Linked DNA regions of Zea mays: region 2 is linked to region 1. Evidence: chromatin contacts called from public Hi-C data. All regions are on one chromosome and are shown on one strand. Each heading gives the region's core, a stretch centred on a gene start, on an enhancer-like site or on the middle of the called end of the contact. The rest is flanking DNA. Distances are from core to core; before and after follow the strand shown. Region 1 has its middle 19 kb from the start of LOC100285575. Region 2 holds the start of LOC100381463.

Region 1 (4,640 bases), core at 1,505-4,004:
CAAACACGCAGTAGACAGTACCACATTCAACTGATCGTAATGAGCAGACTGCAATAATGCTGCTGATATAGCTTTTCCTCCGGCACCTTCAACGCCATGCTTCACGGATATGTAGAAGGCTTCAGGAGCATCAGCAAATGCAAGAAGGGAAGCAAGGGGCTGGGGCGCTGGGCATCATCATAAGTATAGGTCGTAATACCACCAGCCAAGCGTGTTTCATTTATTTGGTGCACCACATAGTCAAAAACGACAAAAAATAAATAAATCTCGCTTCTCTTCCCTGGAGTTGGCTCGCAAATACTATAAAGGTGATAGATAAAAAAAACATTTTCAATAACTACATACTAAAGATGACAAAATTTCTCACCTTGTAGTTTCTAATCATGTTTTTGCTTTGCTAACTTAACCACATGAATACAATTTCTCACCATTTCTTTGATGCAAAGTGATTCTTTAATGACAATGAAATTAAAATGGGATCTGTAAAGTGAACAGTACATGAGACAATTATTTGTTGTATAGTATCGCTGGTATTAGGAGCAATTGCCATTGCATACAACACAATTGTGCACATACCTCTTACATGCAAATGAAAGAAACTGTCTTGAGTATTTACTGTGAATAGTCACAGTGAACGGTGACTTATGATATGCTACTGTAACTATATTTCTGAGTTCAGTTCTGGCTTTTTTTAGTTTAAAATGTATGTTATTTGGTTGTCCTGCAGGTCAGGGAAGACCCAGTTGGCTCATACCCTATGTGTCTCCACTCAGGTTCACCCCTGTATCAATTTTTTTAGAAAGCACGTGGACCATAGACGCAATAGAATTTGAGAAACAAAGAAGCAACGGAACTACTTTCCTATTTCTGATTGATGAGAATGCAACTTCCAATCCACATGCATGTGGGAAATGGGAAGGTTGCCTACATTGACACTAAAGGAACATTGTATCTTTGGGAGTAATTTGTCAAGCTGATTCTCTCAAGAGTTTATATTTTGTCTACAAATTAATGAAGTTTTCAGTCGACCTGAACGTGTTGTGCCAATTGCTGAGAGACTTGGGGATTGATGCCAATGTTGTTCTCGACAATGTATGCATCTGCATGCATTTAACATTTCTTGGTCCTATTAGCCCATTGCAGAATTGTTAGATACTTGTGTGACACAGTGCCAACTTAGAACTGAGTATTTCACCTGTTTTAAATTTGTTATCACACTTTGCCGTGTCTTTAACTTTTTTTATTAATGAAAAATGATGGATTCCCATAGGTCATGCTACCAGAGACTGTGCATTTGTGGTCGCACCCACAGATCCAACCAGGCAAGTGTCCTTTGCTAATAGCTACTACACTTGTACATAAAGTGCCTTGTGCCTGGCATCCATCTGTGGTTCCTTTGTTCTTAATTGCTTTTGGTCCTACCTGCTGGTTCCAGGTAATATTCAGGCACACTACACTTGTAGAATGAAATATGAAATCGCCCCACTTGTTTCTCAAATATTTCAGGAGTTATGGAATAGTCAGGCTGACTGATCCTGTAGGGATGGATGTGCTTAAGGATTGTGATGAAAGTGGGTTCCACACTCACCGAGAGACAACCAACGGCAGTCCACTGTCCAGTCTATGAAACCTGCTGGAAAGTGCACTTCAATCTATAAAACACAACTCAAATACATGAGTTTGTGGCAATGATAAGCTAGCAGAGTTTTGCATCCCACACCCAAAAGATATGGTATCAGAATTTATTCAGGACTAAAGAGAAGAAAAATGACATTCATCAAAGGAACGCCTGGTAGTGGTTACACACACTGCACTTGTCTTGTCATCTGCCTTCTCTCCCGCCCGCTTTATTAAAGGATGGATGTCTCATTTGTTCCGAACAAACCGCTTCAGACGATACAAGGTAACTGACCTGATCAGCCATAGGAGGCATGAGTCCAATGGCCTTTGCCAGAAGAAAGAAGGAAGCAGCTGGTTGTAGTAGTATAGTGTTCCATCCAGTTGAAAAGGTACATTGCAACATATTTCGAGTGAATTCTCATCATCCAAAAAAAAAGATGCTACTGGTGCCAGCCAACCTACTGTTGTTGTACAATTACACACCACTAGTTAATATACCTATATGTAAATATATGAACTGAAATTACGAGTTAATATTGATGATGGAGGAAACCAAAAAAAACTGACATGATTTATTTGAGGAATAGACAGATACAGTATAGCGAAAGCTCACTGATGGGTGTTGTGCTGTATAGGATATTGTTACTTGCTGAACTGAACTACCCAGCTACGAGTACATTACATCACAAGCAGAAGCAAGGGGATGGACCTACTAAGAAGAGGAAGACGAAGACGAAGATGAGGAATCCTGAGCATCGGGTCCGTCTGCTTGGTCGATACCAAACTTGTGCTTGAAGGTGTCCTGGCGCTGCATCCACATCATGTGGCCCTGATACACCAACGAAATCATTTTGGATTCGGAAAGGGAGGCGGAGGGGAATAGAAGCCTCCGGATCCAGTCGATGACAAGCATGCATGAGGAAAGCCTGCACCTACCTGCAGCGCTGCTGCCCATACGACGAGGAAGGAGGCCACCCAGAAGCGCTTCTCCTTCACCAGCTTGGACAGATCCACCGCCGCCATGGCTAATGGCTTCTCTTCACTTGAAAAACTCAACTAGTAGTAGGGGATGAGCAGGACGATGTGGGGCCCAGGGCCCAGGGCCCAGGGCACGGAAGACGGATTTTGGGCTGCTGCTTATTGGTTAATTTAACTACTTCTTCATAACAGGCCGGGCCGGGCCGGGACGTCGCGCTGACAGGACAATACAGCTGATGAATGGGCAAATTCCTTTTCATCAACTAGGAGAACTAAGCACCCGTTTGTTTCCTTTGCAGTGACTAAACTTAACTCTATCTTATTTGGTTACTAGGTATATGTCTGTATGTTGCCACGAGTCGAAAAGACCGACGTCTAGGCTGTAAATAGAATTAATTTTTATTTTTAAACACTAAGGTATGTGTGGTCTGATGGTGTCGGCGTTTCGAGACCGGGGTGTGACGGAACCTCCCAAGTAATCAGGCCCACCTACAGTTGTCCTTGTCCAACAGACATCAGACACCCTGTAGATGTTCCTAAGTCACTTGACAAGTTCGGTATCTTTCCTTACCTTACCAGGAACGGTTCACCCGTCTTGCAGACATTACAGAACATCGGAGATAAAGAAATGCGGAAGCAATTACATAAACGTACATTTATTTAGAAAGTAAGATTAAGTTACTTATTACAGACCAGAACTAAAAGTGAGTGCAGAGTAGTAATATTATACAAACCAATGGAGGCACAAACTCCTCCCGATAAGCTTAAGCAAAAGATCCTATGTGGAGGACCAAGTCCTCCCGCACTTCAGTCTTGTTTTTCCTCATTTGGTACCACCTTGGAGCAAAAGCAACAAAAATTTGTCGCTTCCTCACCTAAAAACAACAAAGGGATAAACCTTGAGTATGGAATTACTCAGCAAGTCTTACCCGACTAAGGAAAAGACTCTCAAGGGTATGCTGGATAAATAGGAGTCAAGGAGAGGCTTTAGCAAAATTCAACTTATACTTTTGCAGAAGTAGCTTACTAAAGTGAGTCCTTACTTTCAATCTTTTAACGCCATATTAAGTATTAATAAACTCTATTTGCATCTAGTCTAATTTCACATCACATCAAGACAACATCATTTTTATCCATAGTGTTCACATCCTGACTTTAGGTTGCAGGGAAGTGACCAAGTCTTCATAACCGCGAAGGTACGGTGATCCGAATCGATTATACTCAGCTGAGGATCTCCAATCACACGACATATGTAGCACTTAACCCTTGCATATGTCAACCCGCCACCGGGGTTCTTAAGACCAGATCAGGTTCACGTAAACCGAGAGCACAGATACACCACCGTCCAGCCTCTTGCCACGGAGGGTACACGCTACTCTCGCCACCGCTCCACGCCCATTTCGTGTTATCTTATTCTGGCCTTAGTCTGCCCGAGGCAAGGCTTACCCATGACGAGGCATGTGACCAGTTAAAGGGTCCTCGGTCAGCACACCTACATACGCATTAATCCTTAACCAACCTGGGTAGAACATCACCTGTTCCTAACCCAAGTCTCAATTTAAGTATTTCCATCCTTAGGATTGTGTCTGTTCCTTAGGATGAAAGAGCATCACAGGGAACTTTGCAGTAAGATCCCACTATTGCTCCAAATGAAAATATTCTTGCAGGTAGAAGCCATCCTCTCCCGGGTTAAATTGAGGACAACCTCTATCCACAAGATCTAAGCAAGGCTAAGCATTTTTGTAAATCATATTTTGATACTTCACAGAAGTATCTATAAAGGTATGGATATCAAGGAAAGCAATGCATCAAAGGGTTTCAAACAACTCCTATGAACCTAATGCACATTTCACTAGACTTAAGTGTGCGAAAGGTATTTAAAACACAAGGAAAGGGGTTGCATGCACCGGGGCTTGCCTTCGTTCACAGGTGAATCAGGCTCAGATCCACAGATATCAAAGTAGAAACAATTCCCGGCCTGAGATTCCGAAGGTGGTGGTGGTGGTGGTGTCTCCTCTTCAGTTACTTCAATTTCTTCTTCA
Region 2 (4,640 bases), core at 646-3,145, 130 kb after region 1:
TTCTGCGCGCGCTATCCGCGCACTGTTCATGCACTGTACACTTTTGTAGATGACCGTTGGCGCTGTAGCCGTTACTCCGCTTGGCACACCGGACACTCCGGTGAATTATAGCGGAGTGGCTTCCCAAATTCCCGAAGGTGGCAAGTTTGCAGTCGATCTCCCTGGTGCACCGGACAGTCCGGTGCGCCAGACCAGGGCAGCCTTCAGTTGTCTTTTGCTCTTTTTATTTGAACCTTTTTTGGACTTTATTAGTTTGTGTTGATCCTTTGGCACCTGTAGAACTTATAATTTAGAGCAAACTAGTTAGCCCAATTATTTGTGTTGGACAATTCAACCACCAAAATCATTTAGGAAAAAGGTTTGACCCTATTTCCCTTTCAAATATGCATTAGTATATAAACTAAATCATCGTGTATTTAGGTGACAAATTATAGCACAATTGGCCATTGTAACCACAAGCTTTTTTCAAATGACAAGTGATCTAAAGTCTTAAACAACATCGGATGTAGCTAAATATACACATTTAGCAACCAAACAACAATAAAATATTGCCGCTATATATCTATTTGTTTTATGTTATTGTTCTGCCAATCAATCACTAGTCAAACATCAATAACATTTCTATTTGTATTAAATTATGAGTTTCCGTTAGTATTTCCGTTTCCGTTCGTTTTCGCATTTCCGTTTATCCCGCTCCCGTTTTCGTTCCCGATTATTCCGGACCCAATCCCGTTTCCGATGATAAAATGCGGATACGGAAACGGGAGATGGGTTTTTCCGTTCGTTTTCATCCCTAGCTGGCATCAACACTTTGCAACATAGAAAACAACACGATGTCTGACATCTAAGTAGCTATCAAAATACATTCGCTAACAACTAAGTAGCTATCTAACTATATTCACTAAATATACTAAGCAAAACAAAATAAACTATGTAATTAAACTTAGATTACATAGATAAAAACAGTTTAACGGAAACAATTAATTTAGGTTACATAGATGAAAACAATTTAATGGAACCTATATATACCTATATATAAGTAATAAAAAGTTAATGAAAACAGTTTAATGGAACCATATATACCTATATATAAGTAATAAGTAATGTATAATGGAAACAATTAACTTAGATTACATATATGAAAAAGTTTCACAAATGCAAAAAACTAATTATCATCTACATGTGGACGAGCCGAGCAGCGGACGGGGCGGCTGTTCGGCACGGAGCGCGCTCGCTGGGGCGGCGGACGGGGCGCCGGGGGACCTCGTCGGCGCGGTAGACGGGGCGGCAGACGACGCATCAGGGCTCCAGACGGGCGGTGGACGGGGAGCTAGCGCGGGCGGCGCGACAGATGGGGTGGCGGATGGGCGACAGACGACACGGCTCGCGGGGCTGGGGCCTCGACGGGGCGACAGTCGGGGCACCGGAGCGAGCCTAGGAGCTGGCGGATGAGCGGAGGGAAGAGAATGTGTAAGAGGAGCCGGACCCGCGTCTAAAGCCCTAGCTCGACGTAAGATCTGTGGAGCCGAGCTAGGGCCACGTCGGCGCCTCGTTAGCCCCGGCCGCCTTTGCCACGCTAGTGCTCAGTGTTATAGGCTATAGCGTCGAGATATGTTGCCTCATCGTCATAATCTATGATGCCAAAAAAAGTCTAAAACATAAAATAAGTCGTTCAACAGTTTAGACTAAACGTGATTTTATTTTTCTAAAAAAGTACTAAAATACAAAAATTTCGGTCCAGCGGCGGATGCACAGGGACTGTGCAGCCGCAGTAGTGGGCCTATGTCTTCAGCTCAGCCCACTAATTCCCATCCAACCCTAACTTCAGCCCCTGCCGCGCGCCCGCGATCCACCCCGTTTCGACTGCTCGCCTGCTGCGTGCTGCCTGCTGTCTACGGCCTCATACGACTGCCCTGCGCCCCTCGTGGCTTCTGCGGTTCTGCACACGCGCACTTGTCCCCAAACAGCGGCGTCGGCGTCGGCGGCGATGAGTATCTCAGGCGAGCTTCCCGGCGAAGGATCTGACGGCGAGGAGGAGGTCTTCATCGACGAGGAGGACATCATCCACGAGATAACCATCGACGAAGAAGGTTGATCAGCAGTGCTAGTTTCCCTTCTACTTACTTGCGTACTTGCTTGCTCCATCGCTACTGCTGCTTATTCGTGCCTGCCTTACCTTGTCAGATCTCCCCGACCGCGACGAAGAAGATGACGACGTCGGCGACGGGATTGGTAGGGGTGGATTTTGTTTGGAGCTTCAGCTTTCAGTCTATGCGAAATTTTCTTTATCTGCTCCCCCCTTTTTTTGTCAGTTAGCCTCTCAGATAGTTCTCGAGGAGATTGAGGTGGTTGTTGTTCTGACATAATTAGCGTGCAGTGATATTCATATTCTAGTGCCGTGTAATGTTCTTATATCACCTATTCACTTGAGGTGTGCATCCTACGCTTGGCTGTTCTAGCCTTCTAGGTCTCCATGGATGCATCAGAATGAGATATGATCAGACAGGGCAACTGGCTGATTCTGTATCAATGTCTCGCTAAATAGCACAGCTAGCTCCCTTCATTTTACATACTTTTGCAATTTTCTTGCCACTAGTTCCATTGGATTCTGAAGAATTCCGGCTCATGTGCTTCTGGAATTTTTATTTAGAAACCTGCAGATGATGATGTGCTCAGTTGCTCAATCACTTTTCATGATTTACATTTAAGTCATCAGCAGTGCTTCATTATGCAATCTAACGGCTACTTTCGTTTCCAGTTGATTCAGAAGACATCATTGATGATTCTACGTACTCATTTCTTGGCCACAAAGGCAAGTTGTTACACAAGAAAGTGAAGCTCACCCTGCTTTTGTGGTGCTGATCTGCAGAGTAGTACTATATTTACATGTAATATGGTGCAATGATTTTCAATTTATTACCACAGATTAATACTCGACCTGGAAAATTTGGATAGCTAATCCCATGTTTCCTATCCTAGTATCCTACACATCTCAACGTCTTTCTTTGATAACTAAGCTAATACTCCTTTTATTGTTCCTTCCATTTTTCTGGGTACAGATGAAGTCTTCTCTGTTGCATGCAGTCCTACAGATGCATCACTTGTGGCTTCTGGAGGCAAAGATGATAGGGGATTTCTGTGGAGGATCGGATCAGATGAGGGTGCCTTGGAGCTGACTGGTATAGTTTTCTGTGTTTTTTAATTTGCTGGATGGCAATTATTATCAAAATATCTCTGTACTACCTCTGCTATCTTCATGCTTTTATTTCTTCTTTATGTGAAGTACACCCACTCTTGATTTGTTTGAATTCATGTATGATAATATTTTTGTTCTCTTCATTCATTGTTGTTTATCCAGAACATTACATGAAATGAACTTTGTTCTTGTCCATGTAAATACTGGTGGCACATGCATCATGTATGATTTTCTGTATTTGGTGTTGTGCTCGAAGTTCATGACACCCACATCTTGTCCATGGATGTAACTCGCTAGCTAACTTGTACGATTTTCCTAGATTTTGCATCTACTATTAGTCAGCCTCTGCTCATGTAGCATCTTTTCATGTTGTTGCGGCGGCAGCAGCAACAACAACAAAGCCTTTTTAGTACCAAGCAAGTTGGGGGTAGGATAAAGTTGAAACTTACGGAAATCACAATTCAAGGTTTCAAGCACATGGATAACTATTTTCCACACACTCCTATTTAAGACTAATTTTTTTGATATAATTCATCCTTGTCTTCTTTCACCGTATCTTCCCATGTCAACTTCTTTGGCCTTCCTCTGTCTCTCCTCCGATTGCTATCGCGATTTAGGATCCTGTTCTATAAGGGAATTTGCCTCTAGTTTGTATTAGGTATTGAAGGAATAAAGATCTTCAGGTAGGGAGGTCACCTTCGGTCATCCTGGCTGACCATCACAACCAGGCTGGCGGCGGTGTCGCCCTCCCCCCTACGCCTTACGCTCTATCTCCTGTTCCTCTCATCCGCAGACCACATCAATTGGTATCAGATTCAACTGGAGCATCGGCTTCCATGGCTGGCTCCGGCGGTGATCCTGCGACCATGATGGCTGCGGAGAAGTTGGATTTTCTGGTCACCCAGTTCACATGCATGACCGACTTGGGGACCAAACTGTCGGCACAGCTGGGGACGTTCAACCGACGCATGGACTCCCATGACACGCGCCTTGCTTGCCTGGAAATCATAGCAGGGAAGCAATCGGCCCAGCCACAAGCGAGTTCGGGTCTGGGCAGCATGGCACAAGATGATCTGGATGCCGCCAACAACGAAGCAAACACTGAAAACGTAGAAGCCGGTTTGGATCGGCGTGCCAGCAACAGCATGGGCAGGCGTCGGCCCAGGCAGGGCCGTCGGGATGACATCGGCAGGAGGAGATACCGCAACCATGGCCTCAACAGCGATTACCGTCACGAAGACTCCGATGATGGGCAGCCTACGTGTGACCACCACGGTCATGGTGACCACCGTCGGCCCAAACCCAACTTTCCGTCCTTCGACGGCGAGTCTCATCCTCTTCCATGGCTCACCAAATGTGCATCATACTTTCGTGGTATGCACACCCTCGACGAGGATCGGGTATGGATAGCATCCCTAAATCTGGATGGTGTCGCAGCGGAATG

What was found. A called contact is a pair of places that touch in the nucleus more often than the background predicts.
Region 2: a Hi-C map of endosperm shows a contact between it and region 1, with 2.9 times the contacts expected there. The contact joins the promoter of LOC100381463 here to the enhancer-like site in region 1. A contact is called at or near these places in 16 of 25 Hi-C or Micro-C datasets (bundle sheath, ear, endosperm and 6 more) and 2 of 3 datasets of contacts at active chromatin or transcription factors (leaf and seedling).

Annotation. Positions count from the first base shown.
Region 1 is chr8:162,665,292-162,669,931 of Zm-B73-REFERENCE-NAM-5.0, forward strand. No RefSeq gene overlaps it. Among protein-coding and RNA genes, the nearest start is that of LOC100285575, 19 kb to the left of the region's middle. Within about 2 kb of position 2,755, at least 18 of the 20 cell types and tissues checked have an H3K27ac peak or open chromatin away from gene starts, as enhancers often do. A contact at or near this core is called in ear, endosperm, leaf and 3 more, where this site is marked.
Region 2 is chr8:162,800,341-162,804,980 of Zm-B73-REFERENCE-NAM-5.0, forward strand. LOC100381463 reads left to right here and starts at 1,896. Exons shown (of 12, transcript NR_159708.1): 1 at 1,896-2,090; 2 at 2,185-2,232; 3 at 2,759-2,812; 4 at 3,060-3,179.